Linked DNA regions of Sus scrofa: region 1 is linked to region 2. A link is a contact called in public HiChIP or PLAC-seq data. All regions are on one chromosome and are shown on one strand. Each heading gives the region's core, a stretch centred on a gene start, on an enhancer-like site or on the middle of the called end of the contact. The rest is flanking DNA. Distances are from core to core; before and after follow the strand shown.

What was found. HiChIP or PLAC-seq counts read pairs in DNA pulled down with a chosen protein or histone mark.
Region 1: an H3K27ac HiChIP or PLAC-seq map of alveolar macrophages shows a contact between it and region 2. The contact joins the enhancer-like site here to the promoter of MRAS in region 2. A contact is called at or near these places in 2 of 5 promoter capture datasets (fetal liver and liver), 16 of 47 Hi-C or Micro-C datasets (alveolar macrophages, brain, embryonic fibroblasts and 10 more) and 1 of 2 datasets of contacts at active chromatin or transcription factors (alveolar macrophages).

What each region holds. Positions count from the first base shown.
Region 1 is chr13:79,674,036-79,677,554 of Sscrofa11.1, forward strand. No RefSeq gene overlaps it. Among named protein-coding and RNA genes, the nearest start is that of FOXL2, 34 kb to the right of the region's middle. Within about 2 kb of position 1,681, at least 43 of the 83 cell types and tissues checked have an H3K27ac peak or open chromatin away from gene starts, as enhancers often do. A contact at or near this core is called in alveolar macrophages, brain, fetal liver and 6 more, where this site is marked.
Region 2 is chr13:79,135,814-79,139,532 of Sscrofa11.1, forward strand. MRAS (ras-related protein M-Ras) reads left to right here and starts at 1,676. Exons shown (of 7, transcript XM_021069517.1): 1 at 1,676-1,807.

The DNA.
Region 1 (3,519 bases), core at 431-2,930, 540 kb after region 2:
GTGCCAGGGATGGAACTGGCCTCACAGCACTAACCAGAGCCACAGCAGTAACATCACGGGATCCTTAACCTGCTGAGCCACCAGGAAACTCTTTATTTTTCTGTTCTTATCTCAGAGAGTTGCTTGGCTGCCCTCAGCCCCTCCTTTAGGTATTTGCTCAAGTGTCTCCCTTTGATAAGAGAGGCTTTCTGTGACCACCCTGGATAAAATAAGAATTCCCACCTCACTCTACAACTCCATATCCCTCTTCCTCTCCTTTGTTTTTTTCCATAGCATCTCTCTCCTTCTGACATCTATTTACTACTTTTTTTTTTTTTTTTTTTTTAATGGCCGCACCCACAGCTTGTGGAAGTACCCAGGTCAGGAACTGAATGCAAGCCACAGCTGAGACCTAGGCTTACAGCTGCATCAACGCTGGATCCTTTAACCCACTGCGATGGGCTGGGGATCCAAACTGCACCTCTACGGTGACCCAAGCCGCTGCTGTTGGGTTTTTAACCCACTGCACCGGAGCAGGAACTCCTATTTACTACTTTTTACTGTCAATCTTCCAGTTCCCCCCTCCCCCCCAACAACAAAACATAAACCTCACAAGAGCCCGGGAGCATTCACCAATGCTTGGTGAATATGGTGCTTATTCTTTTCTGTTCCAGGAGTAGGAGGTGCAGCAGCCAGTGGGACAGAGGGCCTGCCCTCAGGGCTCGACAGGAATCCTACCAGGATCTAGGGGCCAAGAGAGACTCTCTGCCGCTGGGCTCAAGGTCACTTGGCACCCAAAATGGACAGCGACTGATCTCAGGGGCGCGGCCCTTCCGCACCACAGCGCCCTCTGGCGGCCACCCTCAGCCAGAGTCGGCGCCGCGCGGGGCTGCAGAGGGGCCTCCCTCCTGCCAGCGCGCTGGAAACCACAGGAGCTCCCGGGCTCGTTTCCTCCGGACTTGCAGACACTTCTGCTTTTGCCCGGGACGGGAAGAGGAAGGAGGGCTAGGGAAGGGCGAAGCTCGGGGCGGGGCCGGCGGGGAAGGGGGAGGAAGGTCGAGATTCTGGTGCCTTCTTCCATGGCGTCATCCGCAAGATTTGCTTTTTTCAAGTGCCAGGTCCCCTTATTTGGGGACAGCCTGGCTTTACCTCGTCCCAGCTCCGGTCTCATCTTCCTTCGCCTTCCCGGAAGGCGAGGGGCTGCGAGGTCAGAAGGCAGAGGCGGTGGCCCTCCAGTCCTCGGTGGGACTTGACGTCCCTCGACCCTGTCCTGGGTTTGGGATCGAGCTTCCACGGTCCGCGGGCACTAAGCGCGTCCCCTCGGGCACGATGTGGTGGACCCCCTGTCCCGCTCCCCAAGCGCGTCCCCTCGGGCACGATGTGATGGACCCCCTGTCCCGCTCCCTTTTGGTAGGAAAGAGCCGCCTGCCGCCCGAGCAGATATCAGGGCGCCACCTGGTGGCCGCGGCCCTCACCCCGCAACCCAAGCGCGCCTTTAGGGCCTGCTTGGCCCAAGGGAACCTGGTGTGGGTGTCTCCTCCAGGCCCTGCCCTTAACCTAGAATACCCGGGTCCATTTCACTTAGTGGTTGGGGCCCTGGATCGTTGGAAATAGGCACATTAAGGTGGGACGGGGTTTGAATTGCTGAGGAATGACAAAAACAGGATGGTTCCTGTTGATGTTGGCACTCAAGTTTCGTTTCCTGCCTTCACGGATGGTGTGAGGGCTCCAAGTGGGAGGGCTCCCTCCTCTGTACTCTATCCCCGCCACTTATCTATACTGTTCTTTTTATTCTAGTTTTGACAAGGCATGTATGATTATAAAGGGAATGCATAGTTATTGTTTTTAAAAAAAAAACACGGAGAAAATACCTCACGGTTTCTGTTAGAAGTCCTCCCCTTCACTGGAACATAGGTGTGTATTCCCTGGAAGTGCAGGTTTGCTTGTTCTCTTTCCTAGTTCTTGGTAGGACTGTTAACCTAGGGTCAGCCTTCCCTTCCTGCTGTTGGTAGGGCTCACCCATCCACCTCTAGGGCTGGAAACCACACTGGAGGCAGCTGGAGGAGTCTGGGGTGCAGTCAGGGGAGAGGCAAGGGGCAGTTCCCAAATTTTCTCATTGTTCTCTTTTTGCATAACATGATTACAGTTTTGCTGTTGTTGTTGTTCTTGTCAGTTTTTGGTTTTTTGGCCGTACCCAGGGCATGAAGAAGTTCCCCAGCCAGGGATCCAACCAGTGCCACAGCAGTGACCCAAGCCGCTTCAGTGCTTGATCCTTAATCCACTGCACCACAAGGGAACTCTGTCCTTGTCAGATTCTTGCTCTCTCAAAGACAATTTTATTTGTTTTTGTTTTGTTTTTTAAAAAATGAATTCATTTGTTTTTATTAAAGTATCGATTTACAGTGTTGTGCCAATTTTGGCTATACAGCAAATGACCCAGTCATACACATTTGGATACATTCCTTTTCTGTGTTATCTTCCATCATGGTCAATCCCAAGAGAGTGGATATAATTCCCTGTGCTGTACAGTAGGACCTCATTGCTTATCCATTCTAAATGTAATAGTTTGCATCTACTAACCCCAAACTCCCTGTTCATCCTACTCCCTCCCCCCCTTCTCCTTGGCAACCATGAGTCTGTTCTCCATGTCTGTGAGTCTGTTTCTGATTGGTAGATAGGTTCATTTGTGCCGTATTTTAGATTCCACATATAAGTGATATCATAAGGTATTTGTCTTTCTGACTTACTTGTGTGAATCTCTAGTTGCATCCATGTTGCTGCAAATGGTATTATTTTGTTCTTTTTTATGGCTGAGTATTATTCCATTGTGTATATGTACCACATCTTCTCTTTTAATGAGAGTTGCAACGTTTATTTCAGATTCTCTCTTGTGTTTTGGGGTGTCTTTTTTTTTTTGTATTTTTTTTTTTTCTTTTTTGCCACACAGGCAGTACGTGGGAATTCCTGGGCCAAGCACTGAACCTATGCTGCACAGCAGCAACCAGAGCCACAGTGGTGAGAACTCAGGAGCCTCAACCTGCTAGGCCATCAGAGAACTCCCTGTGCCACATCTTCTTAATCCATTCATCGGTTGATGGACATTTAGGTTGTTTCCATGTCTTGGCTATTGTGAACATAGGGATGCACAAATCTTTTTCACTGAAAGTTTTGAGCAGATATATACCCAAAAGTGGGATTGCTGGGTCATATGGCAGTTCTTTTTTTTTTTTTTTTTTTTTTTTTGTCTTTTTTGCTATTTCTTTGGGCCGCTTCCGCGGCATATGGAGGTTCCCAGGCTAGGGGTCTAATCGGAGCTGTAGCCACCGGCCTACGCCAGAGCCACAGCAACGCAGGATCCGAGCCGCGTCTGCAACCTACACCACAGCTCACGGCAACGCCGGATCTTTAACCCACTGAGCAAGGGCAGGGACCGAACTCGCAACCTCATGGTTCCTAGTCGGATTCGTTAACCACTGCGCCACGACGGGAACTCCAGGCAGTTCTATATTTAGTTTTCTAAGGTACCTCCATATTGTTTTC
Region 2 (3,719 bases), core at 426-2,925:
GCCTTTGAAACTCAGAACCCTTTTCAAACTATGGTCCCAGCATGTGTTTCAAAATCCTAGAGTGGACCTTTTTTTTTTTTTTTTTTTTTGGTCTTTTTAGGGCCGCACCCATGGCATATGGAAGTTCCCAGGCTAGGGGTTGAATCAGAGGTCTAGCTGCCAACCTACACCACAGCCACCGCAACTTGGGGTCCGAGCCATGTCTGTGACCTACACCACAGCTCACAGCAATGCCGGATCCTTAACCCACTGAGCGAGGCCAGGGATCGTACCCCTGTCCTCATGGATACTAGTTGGGTTCATCACTGCTGAGCCAAGTTGGGAATTTTGGACTTTTCTTCCTTGACAAATTTTTATCATGTTGCTATGCTGAGACTCTAGGTGTCAAAATGGGGTTCAGAGTTTTTCAAACTGTAGGTCACAGCCCATTAGTGGGGTATGAAATCAATTTAGTAGGTCTCGCTAGCATTTTCTAATGAAACAGTGTAGAGCAAGTCAGAGTACATCGTATGTAGTAATAGTAAGTATTGTTTCTTGAAATTTTTGTTTCAGCGGTGTATATGCACATGTTTTGGTTTACAATGCCAAACCTCTTTGTTCCTATAGGTTGCAGGCCAAAATGTTTAAAAGTCACTCACTGCAAGTGACCAAAGGGAGAAAAACAAATGATCAAAAACTTTTGGAGTTTCCGTTGTGGTTCAGAAGGTTAAGAACCTGACTAGTATCCATGAGGTCTTGGGATTAATCTTTGGCCTTGCTCTGTGCATTAAGGATCTGGTGTTTCTGTGAGCTGTAGTGTAGGTTGCAGATGCAGCTTGGATCCCACGTTGCTGTGGCTGTGGTGTAGGCTGGCAGCTGTAGCTTCGATCTGAACCCTAGTCTGGGAACTTCCATATGCCACACGTGAGGCCCCCACCCCAAAATTAATTAATTAATTAAAAAAAAAGCGGGTTGGAGAAGTTTGGCCATGAATGGGAAATTGATTGAAAACTGCTCTTCTGGCTGCAGAGAGCAAGAGGGAACCAATGTGAAGGATAGACCACAAGCATCACAGAAAAAAATCTTGGGTGTGGCGGGTGCAGGGAGAACTGAAGATGAGAAATGGCTGAACCTGGAGTTCCCATAATGGCCCAGTGGAAACGAATCTGACTGGGAACCACGAGGTTGCGGGTTCGATCCCTGGCCTCGCTCAGTGGGTTAAGGATCCGGCGTTGCTGTGAGCTGTGGTGTAGGTCACAGATGCTGCTCGGATCTGGCATTGCTGTGGCTCTGGTGTAGGCTGGCAGCAACAGCTCCGATTGGACTCCTAACCTGGGAACCTCCATATGCTGTGGGTGCAGCCCTAAAAAGACAAAAAAAAAAAAAAAAAAAAAAAAAGAAAAGAAAAGAAAAAAGAAATGTCTGAACCTGATTGGTAAAGACATGACAACCCTGAGAGAAGACTACATAGTTCTTGGCACCAGATCAGGGCAGCCTGGGGGAAGAAAGGCCTTGTACTTGGCACAGAAGAAAGGTCAGCTGAGGGAAGAATGGGCCTGGGGGTGGGGTGAGCCTCTTCTGCTAACCCCTGGTTGGTGCTCCACAGTCTGCAAAAGAGTGATTCCAGCCACAGGCCCGAATGGGACTGAGACGAGCGCTTGTGTTTTCTTCACCTTCTCCCGCTTTCCCAACACCAAACACACACACAACTGACCTGCTGCTGAGGCCACAAGACAGAAGGAAAGAGTGGAGGCCCTGGGGTCAGAAGGCCCTGAATCTTGGTCCACTGGCTGGGTGGGGTGGGCCTGTGTTCTCCTGATGTCTAAAGGTAAGACCTTGAACCCTCAGGGACCACAATGAGGTAGGGAGTTCTGGAGGAAAGTTTTACTGCAATGCCCTGGCGTGGCTGTGGCTGTGGCAGAGACCAGCATTTGTAGCTCGGATTCGACCCCTAGAATGGGAACTTTCATATGTTGCAGGTGCGGCCCTAAAAATGATTTGAAAAAGAAAAAGAAAAAGAGGGAGTTCCTGTCGTGGCTCAGTGGTTAACGAATCTGACTAGGAACCATGAGGTTGCAGGTTCCATCCCTGGCCTTGCTCAGTGTGTTAAGGATCCAGCGTTGCCTTGAGCTGTGGTGTAGGTTGCAGAGGTGGCTCGTGTTGCTGTGGCTCTGGCGTAGGCTGGTGGCTATAGCTCCGATTCGACCCCTAGCCTGGGAACCTCCATATGCTGAGGGAGCGGGCCTAGAAAGTGCAAAAAGACAAAAAGAAAAAAAGAAAAAAAGAAAAAGAAAAGAAACTGGCATCAGATTGGGAGTCCCAAGCATGGCATGAAGGACTCAGGGCAGCAAGGTTCCCCCAGGCCTGGGGTGGTGGGTGAAGCTCTCAAAATGAATGGCTTCCCTGGATGTGCAAACCTGGTTCCAAGTCACCTCCGCGATGATGTCCTACTAAAAGAAGGTCCTCAAAAATGACGTCGAACTACAATGAGATACCGCTCCCCGTTACTCTCCAATAGCATGGCTATAATAAAAAAGACATGATACCAAGTGTTAGCAAGGATGTGGAGGCATGGAACGCTTATACATGGTTGGTCAGAATAAAAAATTGTGCAGTCGCTTTGGAAAACAGTGTGGGGGCTCCTCAAAATGTTATGCGTAGTTAGCATATAACCCACAATTCTATTCTGAGGTATATACCCAACAGAAATGAAAGTGTTCATACAAAGACTTGCCCACAAAGTTCATAGCAGCTGTATTCATAATAGCCCCCAAATGCAATCAACCTAACTGTTCTTCAGCTGATGAAAGATGACATGTGGGGTACCCACACAATGGAATTCTATTCAGTCACAAAAAGGCATGAAGTATTGCTACATGCCGCAACGTGGATGAACCTTGAAAATATCTTGCCAAGTGAAGGAAGCTGGGTTACAAAAGACCACATGTATGATTCCACTTACATGAAATGTCCTGAGTAGGCAAATCCATGGAGACAGAACGTAGATTAGCAGTTTCCAGGGGCTGGGAGGAAGGGGGAATGGAGAGCGACTGCAAGTGGGTTCATTTGTTTTTGGGTTTTTTTAGGGGGGAGGGTGTTATGAAACGTTCCGCAATTAGATAAGGGTGATGGTTGCATGACTTTGTAAATGTACTAAAACCCACTAAATTGTCCATTTTAAATGCTGGAATTTTATGGTATGTGAATTATACCTCAGTTTTTAAAGTAAGGAAAAAATGACGCCGTTGGAGAGCAGATAGCGGAACTGAAACAATGAAATGGATCGGGAGTGTCGCCTGTGCCCGTCTGTTGCCTCCACTGAAATGAACTTTAGGCCCAGGAATCAGGCACCAGGAGGGCCTGGGGGAAGCGACGCTGAGGGTAGAATCTAGAAAGAAACATGGATAGGTGCCTCGTTAGCGCAGTAGGTAGCGCAGCAGTTTCATAGAAAGAAACACGGCCTGAGATTCAACGGGAACCCGGTTAGGGTGGCGGCCCGGGATCGCCTAGGACCGGGGAGGCGTCTGCAGGCTCCGAAGTTGGCCGGGCGGGAGCGGAGATTTAAAGGCTGGAGCGCAGAGGCTCTTAAAGAGGCCCGGGCGAATTACCATTCGGCGTCCACCTTAAAGCCAGCTCCGCGGCGCCGCTGGTCGACCCCGGGTAAGTACGCGGGGCTGCGGGGGAGGCGGCGGCGCCCGTCTGGTCTCTTGGCGGGTCTGCTCTGCCTGCCGGGTCAGGCG